2 separate regions of the Ovis aries genome follow, and region 1 is linked to region 2. The links are chromatin contacts, called in public Hi-C maps. All regions are on one chromosome and are shown on one strand. Each heading gives the region's core, a stretch centred on a gene start, on an enhancer-like site or on the middle of the called end of the contact. The rest is flanking DNA. Distances are from core to core; before and after follow the strand shown.

Region 1 (6,294 bases), core at 1,841-4,340, 75 kb after region 2:
CCTTCGGTTCCATGTGACCGTGTCAGCCCTTCCACCCCGAGGGACCTGCCCTCCACCCTGGCTGAGGCAGGTCTGCAGACGGGGCCCTGGCGGAGCTGGAGATGGGCCCAGTGAACCCAGGTTGAGTGGTGATTCCTGGGCTGGGTCCTGTCCTGTCTCTTAGCTGGATGGCTTTCTCCAGAGGACTTCTTGAGCACAAAGAACCCCAGAGAGTAGCTCAGTGGGGCCTCCCCCAGTGGGTTTTGGGCCTCCATCCTTCCTGCCTCTTCTCATTGCTTCACAGACACCCTGGCCCCTGGTCTGGGCACAGAGGGGTCGGAAGTGGGGCTGTCCAGAGTGCATCCTTTTTCTTCTTGTGCCCAGGAGGTGGGTGGCAAGGTAGACAGGCTGATCCCAATCCATGGAGGAGGAGAGGCCAGGGCTTTCTTCATGAACCTGGGACCAGGTTCGTGCCTCCCCCTCACTGCTGTCCCGTGTCCCCAGGGACAGCCCCCAACTCACCAGTGAGTCTGCCTGAATCACCAGTGACCCCAGGCGGGGGCCCGTGGAGCGATGAGTGCACCATCTGCTATGAGCACTCGGTGGACACGGTCATCTACACGTGTGGCCATATGTGCCTCTGCTATGCCTGTGGCCTGCGCCTCAAGAAGGCTCTGCACGCCTGCTGCCCCATCTGCCGCCGGCCCATCAAGGACATCATCAAGACCTACCGCAGCTCCTAGCCGTCACGGACCCACCCAGTCCCCAGCTTCCTCCGACTCCGGCCCGGCTCCAGCTGAGGCGCAAGTCAGCAGGGCCCCTTGTCTTCTTCCTCATTTTGGAAATTCTTTCCCCTTCTCATTAAACTTGGGAAACAGCCCCTGAGGTCTGGGGAGGAAGGGGTGTCAGGCTGGGAGATGGGGGCAGAAGCAAGTCGCAGCTCTTCCCTGCAGGCTGAGGGGCTAAAGCACAGGGGTCTTAGCCTGTCCTGGTCCTTTCCTGCCTGGGGTAGATTCCCAGGAGGTCTCTTTAGCCTATGTGGCACCTTTGTGAACATTAGAAAGTGTGTCCCATCCTCTGGGCAGATGTGTCCCTGAGCCCAGACACGCGGCCTCGCTAGTGGAGTGTGGACCTGGATTTCAGCCTCCGTTTTCTCCCTCAGCCAGCTGCCCTTGAGCAGTGCACAGCCTGGGCTGCTGCCCTGCTCTCTCACTTTCCCCCACTGTCTCCTTCCTTCTTTCCCTGCCCCTTGGGCCTGGCAGCCAAGGGTGAGACTGCCAGTGGATCCCTCTCATCCCAGGAGGGCTGCCGCCTCTGTGCTGTGCCTGTCTTCCACTCACCTTGTATGGGTGGACAGACAGGCCACAGAAGCCTCTGGGTTCTGGGTTGCTAGCCCCCTGACCTGGTTGAGGCGTGGAGGGCCCCTTCCTGGTCATGGCCTGTTTGCCTCAGTGGGCTCGGGGATGCTCTTGCCTGGGGGCATCCCCTTGGCGTGGGCTGGAGAGCAGGGTAGGTCTTCTGTCAGGCTTTAGCATCCCTGGGAGAGGCCAGGATCCTGGGTTGGGAGTAGAGGACTTCCTGGAGTAAGAATGGCTTTTTTTTTTCCCCTGTATTTTTATTTATTTATTTATTGGGTTTGTAGGGGTTAGTTTGGGCAGGGGGAGTGAATTGCCACCCCCCAGACTCCTATAAAGGCTGCCCTAGTAGATGGAGTGCCTGGTTGGAGGGCCAGCAGAGGTTGTCATCACTTAAACTCTGCCCTAAACTCCAGCACACGAGTCCATAGCCATCTCTGCTTGCCATGAAATAGGACTCCATAAAAAGGGGCCGAGTCGGGACGCCTTCTGGCAACTTGTGTCCACTTTCTAGAGAGGGCAGCAGAGCCTCTGCAGTGCCCTGGGACTAGCAGATCACCCGGAGCCACAGAATGCCCTTCTTCTTGGGCTGGAGCCTGGGTATCTTAACTGGCTCATACACATCGGGAGGCCCGAGTTCCCCACTCTGTAAGGACATGGAAAGGTCTGGGCAGGCTGGGGGAGGGAAAGCCAGCTGGTCTCGTCATTGTAGGCACTCTCTCCCCCAGGAGAGAGAAGGGACGGGTCCCAGCACCTCCAGTTTCTTGGTCCTGATTTTGGAGTGGGGGAGGACCCCCGGCTGCTCTTAGGGTATAGTCATCTCAGCCCTGCACGCCTGTCCTGGTAGGCCATGGGCTGGGGCCACCTCTCGGAGTCCTGGCAAGTCTCCCTGAACCTCCAGCCCTCTGTCCCCTCAGATGGCTTTTTTTTACACCCAGTGGAGACTGCTTTGTTATGTGGCCTGCAGAGCATGGGATTCTAGACCTGGCCACTGACCAGCTGTGTGGTCTTGGCCAGGTCACAGTTGCTCTGAGTCTCAGCTGCCACCTCTGTAAAATGATTGTTGCGGGTGTGGGAAGACTTTTTTGTGACTCTCAGGGGGCTCTTTGGTGGTGGCTGCTATGGGGTGGGGTGGTGGGAAGCACAGGGAGGGGGGTCACGATGCCAGGCTGGCCCTGTGTGTACCTGCCTTGCAGGGCACCTTTGGGAAGTCACCATTCTGCCATGGGTCTCTGCTCCCCACTAACCCCATAGACCTCTTCTGTGGGAGTGGGGTGAGATGGGGCTGGTGGTGGCCCCAAGCAGTCAGGGCGCCCATCCCAGAGGCAAGGGAAGTTCCTAAGTGCAGGGGCTGCGTGGCCTGAGGGTCAGGGAGATAAAGCCATCCATCCCATTGTCTCTGTTAGTGTGAAGGTAGCTGTTGCCTCCTTTGTGAGCTTGGATCACCGTGATTGTGAATAAAGGTGATTTCGTACCAGCCTGAGGGCTGTGCTGTGCAGTATGGAGGGCTGGGGAGGGAGGAAGGGCGGGCTGGTGTGTGTGTGGCGGGGGCGGGTGGTGATGGTGATGGAGGTGTGGAGGAAGAGGGCCAGGTGTCCTGCTTCGGAGGGGAGCCAACAATCAGAAAAGACTCCCTGGAGACAGCCGGGGAGGGGGAGGTGGCTGGAGCATGGTCTGGGGCTTGTACAACAGAGGCCAGAATGCCAGGCGAGCCTCGCTGTAAGCCAAGAAGGAGAAGCCACTGCCCTTCCGTGACTGCAGGTCTCTGGATCTGTCAAGAGCAGGAGCTGCAGAAGTCCATGAAGCTCTGAAAGGCTGAGCTGGATCTGAACCTGTGTGTAACCTTTGTAGAGGGGTGGCGCCACCTAGGGGCTAAAGGGAGGATGGCAGGGGCTGTGCTGAGCTCCCCAGAACTGAGCCTGCCCATCCCTCCCCCCAAGCCCAGACTTCTTGCCTCTGGCTGGGAGTTCAGCTGCGCGCCCACTGGTGGGTGCAGAGGCTAATGCCAAATGAGTGGCACAGCTAGTTAGAAAGGGAGGCCTCTGGCTAGGGACCTTTGGAAAAATTTCCCAAGTGGGCTGAGTACATCTAGGTGGCTGTGAAAGCTGGAGTGCCAGAGCGGGTCCAGGCATGATGTGGGGACCTAGCTCATTTGGCAGCCTGAGCCTCAGAGGGGCACGGGATGCTTGCCTTCCTGCCCTCTCTCCTGGGAGGATGCTCTGGCTGGCCAGCCTCTGCCTGGCCTTGAACGGCCATGGGCCACTTCCTACACCAGGACTGCTCAGCCCTGCTTACTGAAGTCCAGCAAAAGTAGGGGAGGGTCAGGGGCTCAAGCTGAGGAGCCATGGAAACCCACTGGCTGTGGTCTTGGTGGCGCCAAGGTCTGTACCTCTAAAAGCCTGGGCCACTGGCCAGAAAGCCTTCCAAAGGTGGGGGAAGGCTGGGGAGCTTGAGCATGCTTCCCACCAGCAAGGGTGGGAGCTTACATGTTTCCCCCACCCAGTGTCCTCAGCGGGCCCGGACCCTGAAGTTCATGCCTCATTTGGGCGTAATGTGACTTTTGCCACTCGGCTGGATGTTTTATCTGGTGGCAGGGAGAATCAGGAGGTGATTCTGTTCAGTTAAAAAGGCAAAAACTTTATTTAGTTTTTGGGGAAATACAAGATGCATGTAAACATAAAATACAAAACAAAACAACCCAAATCTTACAGTCTAGAAGCATGCCAAGACAGAATATTCTCTGCAGACCGAAGAGTCCCGTCAGAATGATAAAGGACACCTGGAAAGTGGCAGGTCAAGGGGCTGGGTCCTTTCCCCAAGGACACTGCATTTTTGTGATGAGAACAGCTGAAAAAAAAACCCACTATTAAAAATATTAGGAACATGGAGACAGTTTAGCACCACCATTGAGCCTGGAAATTTTTTTAGCACTCAAACTGCACTGAATTCAATATCCTTTTCTTCAGTTTCTCTGAGGGGAGAAAGGGGAATGATCTCCTTCAGCCCCACAGGTCCCACTAGGAGCTGGGAGAGGTTGCGTGGACACTGTGAGGAACGCCCCAAAGACATCCAGCTAGCTTACATGCAACCATGCAGTCCACAAACCCATGCTTCACAAACCTGCCACTCACACCCGCCTGGTTCAGAAGTCGCCTTCCTGCAGATTTCCTATAAACTGACAGTGAAACCCTTTTCCCATCCTGTGTCCTGGATTTAAAGAAAACCTGTTACAGAGACCAAGCTGCAGATCCAAGAATGGAGGCTCTGTTTACCTTTCTTTCTCTGAAATGCTCAAGAGCAGTATGCCTTGCTCACAGGCTACTAACATGATGACTGCATTGCACCATCTTCTGAGTCACACTAGTGAGGCAGGCTCAGCAAACTGAAACACCATAGACATCGTTAGGTACTCAAGAATAACTGGCGTCAACAGAAGAGCAAATGAGGTTGCCCTCCTCCCACATATGCTGGATGGTGTCTGGACCCCGAGGTTTCAGTCTGGGGATGGTGGGTCCCTACTGCATGAACCATTCTGCTTACTGGTCTCTGGTTCAAGTAATTTGAGAGGCCAGTTCTGGATTGGACAAAGACAGGTGGGCAAAACCAGCTTGGAAACTAAGAGATGGAGGAATGTTCTCCAAAGATTGGTTTGTTGCTGGCAACTTTGGCTTTCTACAAAGTAAATCAGTGACCGTTGAGAACATGCTGGCGACCCAGCTTGTGGTCCAGCAACTAGCAGTTTTTCCTGTCAGCTTCTTCTACAGCCAAATCTTGAGACTTTCCCAGCCTATTCTGGCTGGGCCCTTGGGTGTTGAATCGTTTCCTCCCTACTGGCTCGCTTTTTTCTGAAACACTCAGAATTCATTTCTTCCTTCTTTCTAATAAAGACAAAACTCCAGACTCTAAATCCTGACTCAACCTCCTCACTCTTTTCCCTTTCTGCCTAGCAGACATCCTCTACTGGGAGTTGCCTTCCCGGGGAAGGGATGGAAAACCCCAGCCACCCCAGTCTGTCTCACACATTCATCTCGCCGACATGCCTCTCACTTACTTCCAACGTGCTCGATCCATACTTTTGCTTTAAAACGATAATTTTTTCTTTCTCTTTCTTGCCTCCTGAGGTCCAGCCCATTAGCCAGGATGGAAATGAGAGCAAAGGAGGGACCTTCATCACAGGGACCTATTCTCTAAGGCCACTAAGTTCTGAGACGGGAGAGGAAGCTGATTGTCAAGTGCAAACTCAAGATTAGAAAGATAGGATTGGGGAAGGCGGGGATAGCATGGTAAAACCAACTTTACATGCAGGTTGGGATCAAGGCCCAGAAAGGCAAAGCCCTCCACCCAGTCTATAAACACCAATGCGCCCAACTTCCGGCCTGAGGACCCAGGTGCAGGACAAAACGGGGAGGGACTTTATTATCAGTGGGGCCGTTCCTCCTGAAATGAAGCTATAGGTCATGACCCTGTTCTGTCACTGGCTGTGGTCACACGGAACTTGAGAACCAGAGGCCACCCCCAGCCAGAGACTGGGGGCAAGACCCCGTGAAGTGTTCAGCTGGGGCCGGCAGTCTAGATCAGGGATGATGTGCCTACACAGGCAGGTGATAGAATTCTCACCCCGACCAGCCTGACCCACCCTCAGCCACACAAGAACTGAGGGCAAGCAGCTCGCAGGACATGGGGGTTCCCGCAGTGGTGACATGCACGGCAGAGGCTGGGAGGCAGCCTGCTAGACACGTGTTTGCAGGTGGTGGCCCTGTCTGAACCCCTCAGCACTTCCACACCCAGCGGCGCCTCCTTTCCACATCTTCATTTTGGAGCCCGGGACAATGGCCTAGGCTGCTTCTGCTAGATCTGTTAATGCCAGTGTGAAGTTTCCAACTAAATAATAAAATAATTACAAAAAAAAAAAAAAAAAAAGACACATTGCACTCTCCAGCCAGAATTATGTGTGTGAATA
Region 2 (5,723 bases), core at 3,105-5,604:
CTCTTTGGTGAAGGATGCTTGAAGCCTCAGGGATTCCACCCAATGTCCAGGGGAAGAAGGGTACTGTAGTTCTTTGCTCCTCTGAGCTTGGTCCAACCACCACCGCTGCCAGGAAAGGGTTTCTGAGGCACAGGTCCCCTGGAGGGGCCACCCTCAGCTACCCTGGGTCCCGTGCAGCCACACCCGCCTCCTCCAGGTCCCTGCCTGGCCAGAGACTTACAGTGAGTTGCCACCTGACAGTGGTGTTCCCCCTGCCACCATAGCGCAGAGCTCCTTGGGAAAACTAGGGCCAGTCTAGGGAGATGACATAAGGCAGCGGTCCCCAAGCTTTTTGGCACCAGGGACTGGGTTTGTGGAAGACAATTTTTTCACAGATAGGGTGGGGGAATGATTCAAGCACTTTACATTTATTGTGCACTTTATTATTATTACATTGTGATATAGAATGAAATAATTATACAATTCACCATAATGCAGAATCAGTGGGAGCCCTAAGTTTTGTTTTTCTGCAGCTAAATGACCCCATCTGGGGGTGATGGGAGACAGTGAGAGTAGGGCTTGTGCTCCTGTGGGAATCTAATGCTGCTGCTGATCTGACAGGAGGTGGAGCTCAGGCAGTAATGTGAGGAGGCCCTGTAAAAACAGATGAGGCTTCGATCACTCACTCACCACTTGCTCACCCATCACTCACTTCCTGCCATGCGGCCTGGTTCCTAACAAGACATGGACTGGTGCTGGTCTGTGGCCCACTGGTTGGGGACCCGTGACGTAGGGTACAAGATTTCAGAGGCATCACACTCAAGCCCGAGCACGAGCAAGGTGGCTGTTCATTACTTGGTTCCAAGGGCAAGTGCCCCCTTTCATTTCATCACACAGGGACGCCTCACTCATCTCACCTTAATCTCAGCCTTGTGGATGCTACCATCGTCTCCTCAGCCTCTGAGATCAGGGGATGTTTCTGTCCCTTCAGTTCCCTGCCTCGGTCCCTAATGCCTCTTGCCCTCCTGTGTAGCTCCCTGGTGTCAGCAGAGCCTCTGGACCCCTAGGCAGTCACCAGTGTCTGGTCCCCTCGTCTCTCCTTCCCTGTGACCTTCTCCATTTCTCCCCTGCTTGGCCCAGAGCCCCAGGTCTAGACCACATGGGACCCATGACATCCCTGCCTCCCTCTACCATGGGGCCTCACCAGGCCCCATCCCTTCTGTGTCCCAGCCCATCTCCCCAAGGCAGGGAAGGAGACGACAAGCTTCCCCCCCAGCCACTGTCGGTACATCCTACCAAGGGCTTGCACTTTGCACACCCTCCAGGGGAACTACTCTCGTCTATACAGTCTTCAGATTTATTCTGATGCCAGCAGCAGCCTAGAGTGACCTCATTCCAGCAGGCTTCAGGGCTATATGAGTGTGTGAGGGTGTGGGTATTTGTGTAGGAGTGAGTGTGTGAGAGAGTAAAAGTGTGTGTGCAAATGCATGAGTGTGCTGCCATTCAGAGCCCATGGATTTCTGATGCGTGAGTCATCAGCTGGCGTGAGCCTCGGGCAGATACGCCCATAAAAAGACAGCACCCCTGACCTGCCACGTCCATTTTGCAGCTGGCCGGGCACGTGATCCTGGGCATCTAAGAGGCTGGGGGCGGAGAAGGGAGCTGTCGTTCCCTCCAGACCCCAGAGAGCAGCTGTCAAGGATATTTCTAGCTCGCCTGGAGTCCCAGACATTTAAGGATGTGATGCCTGCAATGGGGTGGGGGTGGAGGGCAGGAGAGGGGAATAAGGGGTGGTTCAGAGGCTTTCCTCCCACGCCTCTTGGTGGAATTCGCCTGGCAGGCAGGGGGATTCGTCCATTTCACAAGCAGTGTTGGACAGTCTGTCATGTCCCAGGGATTCTCTTGGAGGCTGGTGACATCATGGTGAATGGAGTTGACCTGCTTGCTCCACTCACTGTGCGGGGAGGTAGACCATAAACCGGGGGGAAAGGAAAGTCTACTTTCAAATTAATTCCAGAAGATAGCACAGAGTAATGGTATGGAGCATAACTGAGAGTGGGGGAGGGGTTCTCTGGCTGGGCTGGTCAGAGACAGTTAGGAGGTGATACATGAACTGTGCCTGAATAATGAGGAGCTGTCACATGAAGGCTTGCGGAAAGAACCACCCAGAAGAGGATGGATGAGATGCCTGAAGCCAGCCCGTGTCCTTGCTGGATTCTGGATCAGAGTTGTTGAAACCAGTCAGGGAGCTAGAGGTGATGGAAAAGGAAGGCAGATTCTCTCTCCCAGCAGGACCTTGGCTCATCTTCTAGCCCTGACCAGACAGGGAGAAGATAGTACTGTAAACTACATGGGAAAATGATCTGAAAAAGAATGGACATATGTATATGTATAACGGAATCACTTTGCTATACACTTGAAACACAACATTGTAAATGAATTATAGTCCCCCCCCCCCAAAAAAAGGGAGAAGATGCCCCCCTGTCCAAGCAGATGATGACTCCCTTCCCTTCCTGCAGGTCCTAGTATCAGTGCTGAGCTTCAGGATGGATGAGTCATGTGAACAGGTGACTTGCTGAAGGCCCTTTCCTCCAGGAAGCTTTCTTTGACTGCCGCAAGCCACAGAGACCCCCACTTCTTGGAGCTGACAGAACCACTCAGTTCAGAGTTGGTGGTTCTCTGACAGTTTGTTCCTGAGATTCGTCCCTGAGGCTTGGCCCTCCATCCAGTTTTCTAGGTTCAGTCTGTGTTCATCTAAAGGCTCCCAAAGCCTTTTTGTGTCCAGTAACTGAACAGCCTGGGGTTCTTGTTCTGAGTCTTTGTCCCAGTGCCCCTTGGAGCTGACTGAGAGCAAAGGGTCAGGTACGGGGTGGGATTATTTTTTGTTGAAATGGACAAGTTATTTAATTATGTTCTTTGTAAGAAGTTCAGAACACTACTTTGTGAGGATAAATTCTATTTGTGAGAGCAAACACAGAGCGCAGGTAGCCCTGGAGCTGAGGGACAGCTTTACTCTTTGCAGAATGTATGAGTCCACGGCTTTCGGATCAACCTTGCGCTGCACTATGATTTCCTATTTCTCTTTGTGTTGAAGATCTCACCCTTCTGGTGTCTGGGCTTATGCAGCTTCTTCTTCTTAAAGTAAGCGTCAGTGAGATGTTCTGGGATTTTCACACCACTGATGTCGATTTTGGTGGAGGTGGCAATGACAAATTTCTGGTGTGTTCTACGCAAAGGAACTCAACTGAGGGACAGAGGCCCAGTCACAAGCAACAAGCCACTGCCCAGATGCTTCAGGAAAATGACCCTCTTTCCTCTGTGGTGCCCTGTGAGGATGATCAGAATAGTCCCGGGAGTGATGCCGCTGGCACGCAGCTTTTTCACATGCTTACTGAAGGGTTTTCTGCAGTGACTCAACAGCTTCTGAGGCACGTCTTCCATAGGGTAATACCTAGGCATTTTGTGAAGTCTGACCACTTAGGTACCACCATTCTTGTCGCCACCAACTGGTTTTGTTATAGTAGCAAGAACCCGAACCTTTTTTTTTTTTTTTAACCTTGGATTTAGCTGCTGAATACTGTCTCTGGTACAAGGCCTTCCTGGAGTACATAGCTGATCGGAATATCTGCCAATTCCTCTGACCAGGACAGGGTTTCAGCTGCAGTGGGGCTTCCCCTTCTTAACCTTCTTCACCTTTTTAGCCTTGTCACCAGCATCAGCCTTCTTGGTTTCAGGTTTTTTCTCCTTAATATCTGGCTTCTCAGCCTTTTCAACCGCCATCTTGCAAGATAGGAAAGAATGGGTGGGATTCTTAATCTCATCTCATTTATTCAGTCATCCATCCACTTAAATAAATATATATATATATATATATATACACACATACACACACACATATATACATACATATATATATTTTCTGGAGCTTTTATTGTATGCCAGGCACTGTTCCTGCTACTAGAGAAATCGGAAATGAGTTTCTTCGTCCCGGGCCTGGTATCCAGGGAGTTCACCGTTCTTACTGTATGGTTTCCCTTGTTTTCAAGACCAAGCGCCACTGTTGGTGAGGGGAATAAACCCAACCCTTGGAGCCCCAATCTCTGTCTGATATTTGACCCCTATCTGCTCCCCCGCCAGGCCAAGAAGGGCTAGTGTTGGCCGGAACGTCGCGCGCCCCGCGCCACATCTGGCTGAGCGGGAGCGCGCGTGTCACTAAGACGCTCATTCACCGGCGCAGCTGTCACCATAACAACCGGAGCGAGGGAATCCTGGCGACGGCTGGGGGCGGGGGCGGCGGTCGCGCGGGGGACCCGGCGGGGGCGGGAGCGCGGCGTCGGGGGCGGGGGGGAGACCCACCACCGCGAGAGCGCCCGGCACACCCCGCGCTCCTCCGAGCCCCGCTCCATGTCGAGCCGCCGGCGGGAGGGCACCGCGCACGTCGCCGCCTCGGTCGTCCCCGCGGGCGGGGACCCAGCCGGCCGCCAAGCCGCCGAGCCTCCGGGCAGGCCGAGCCGCTGAGCGCCCGCGCCGAGAGCCCCGACTCTATGGCCCGGGGGAAGCGTGCGGGAGCCAACAGCCGGAACCCGAGCGCCAGCGGGAGGAAGAAGGGAGCCCCGGGCGCCGCCGGCCCCGGCCCAGGGGCGCGCCCGCCGCGAAAAATGGCAGGCAGGTAGCCGGCTCGCGCGAGGAACCCCCGCGGCGGGCAGGACCCGCCGAGGACCGCGGAGCCCAGACCCAGAGAGGAGAGGAGCGGCCCGCCCGCCCCCCGCCGCAGCCCCACCGGGGCCCTCCCCCGGCGGCGCGCGCGCCCGCGCGCGCACACACTTGCACACCGTGCCTCCGCTCCTGCCCAGCCTCGCCTGCCCCCTGCGAGTGCCGAACCCCACTGGGGCCGGATGCCATGGGTAACAACTTCTCCAGTATTCCCTCTCTGCCCCGAGGAAACCCGAGCCGGGCGCCGCGGGCCCACCCCCAAAACCTCAAAGGTAAGGCTCCGCCGGGGCCAGGCTCAGCTGGCAGACGGGGGTGCAGGTGGAGGGGCAGGGACAGGTGGAGAGGTGTGGTTGGGGAGGCCAGACAGGTGCCACCTGTTGTGCGTCTTTGGAGGCGGGAGATGCATCTCTGACCATTGGGGGTGCGCTGGAGGTGGGGGGCTGCCGGTGATGATGGCGAAAATCAGGGAGGATGGCATTCCGTGGGGTCTACGCAGTTCTTCCAGCACACCAGAAACGTCACTGGAGTCCCCTCAGGCCACGGTGCTAGGCGAGCGTGCCGGGGATGAGGAAGGGCATTTGCCCGGTGGGTGGGGAAGTGTGGCAGGATGCTCAGGCCGGCCAGCTGTGCTTCCCAAGAGAAGTACCACGGTCTTCTTTTTCCTTTGCCCATGGCTGGAGAGGTGATGGCTGGAAACGCTAGTTGCCTTTCCGATTGGAGGGTCTTAAAAATACAGGGCCGCATAATAGCCTGGAAGAAGGGACCAGAGCTGGTGGCCTCTGGAGTCCTCTGCAGCTACTGACTTGTTGTATCCACCGAATCAGCTTGGTTTCTGGTTCCCCAAAGGCTAGATGTCCAGTCAGAACTCTAGAAAGGATGGGCTGAGAGCCTTGAGACAGATCTCAAGGTCTTTGCCCTCTTAAGTCCACCCACCTGCTCAGCACCCTCAGGGAGGTGCCAGGCCCTGTTCTTTGCTTTAGCTCTTCAGTGCTGTCTCTGACCTTTTGAAGACTCACCTGGGCCTTCTCAGG

The links. Hi-C and Micro-C count contacts between places; a contact is called where the count stands out from the background.
Region 1: a Hi-C map of hypothalamus shows a contact between it and region 2, with 2.9 times the contacts expected there. The contact joins the enhancer-like site here to the promoter of NEURL1 in region 2. A contact is called at or near these places in 2 of 16 Hi-C or Micro-C datasets (hypothalamus and muscle).

Annotation. Positions count from the first base shown.
Region 1 is chr22:23,845,176-23,851,469 of ARS-UI_Ramb_v3.0, forward strand. NEURL1 (neuralized E3 ubiquitin protein ligase 1) reads left to right here. Exons shown (of 6, transcript XM_042238537.2): 6 at 484-2,813. The coding sequence ends at 722. SH3PXD2A (SH3 and PX domains 2A) reads right to left here. Exons shown (of 14, transcript XM_027960561.3): 14 at 3,951-6,294. Among named protein-coding and RNA genes, the nearest start is that of NEURL1, 75 kb to the left of the region's middle. Within about 2 kb of position 3,091, at least 12 of the 54 cell types and tissues checked have an H3K27ac peak or open chromatin away from gene starts, as enhancers often do. A contact at or near this core is called in hypothalamus, where this site is marked.
Region 2 is chr22:23,769,299-23,775,021 of ARS-UI_Ramb_v3.0, forward strand. NEURL1 (neuralized E3 ubiquitin protein ligase 1) reads left to right here and starts at 4,355. Exons shown (of 6, transcript XM_042238537.2): 1 at 4,355-4,964. The coding sequence starts at 4,880. It also overlaps the pseudogene LOC121817610.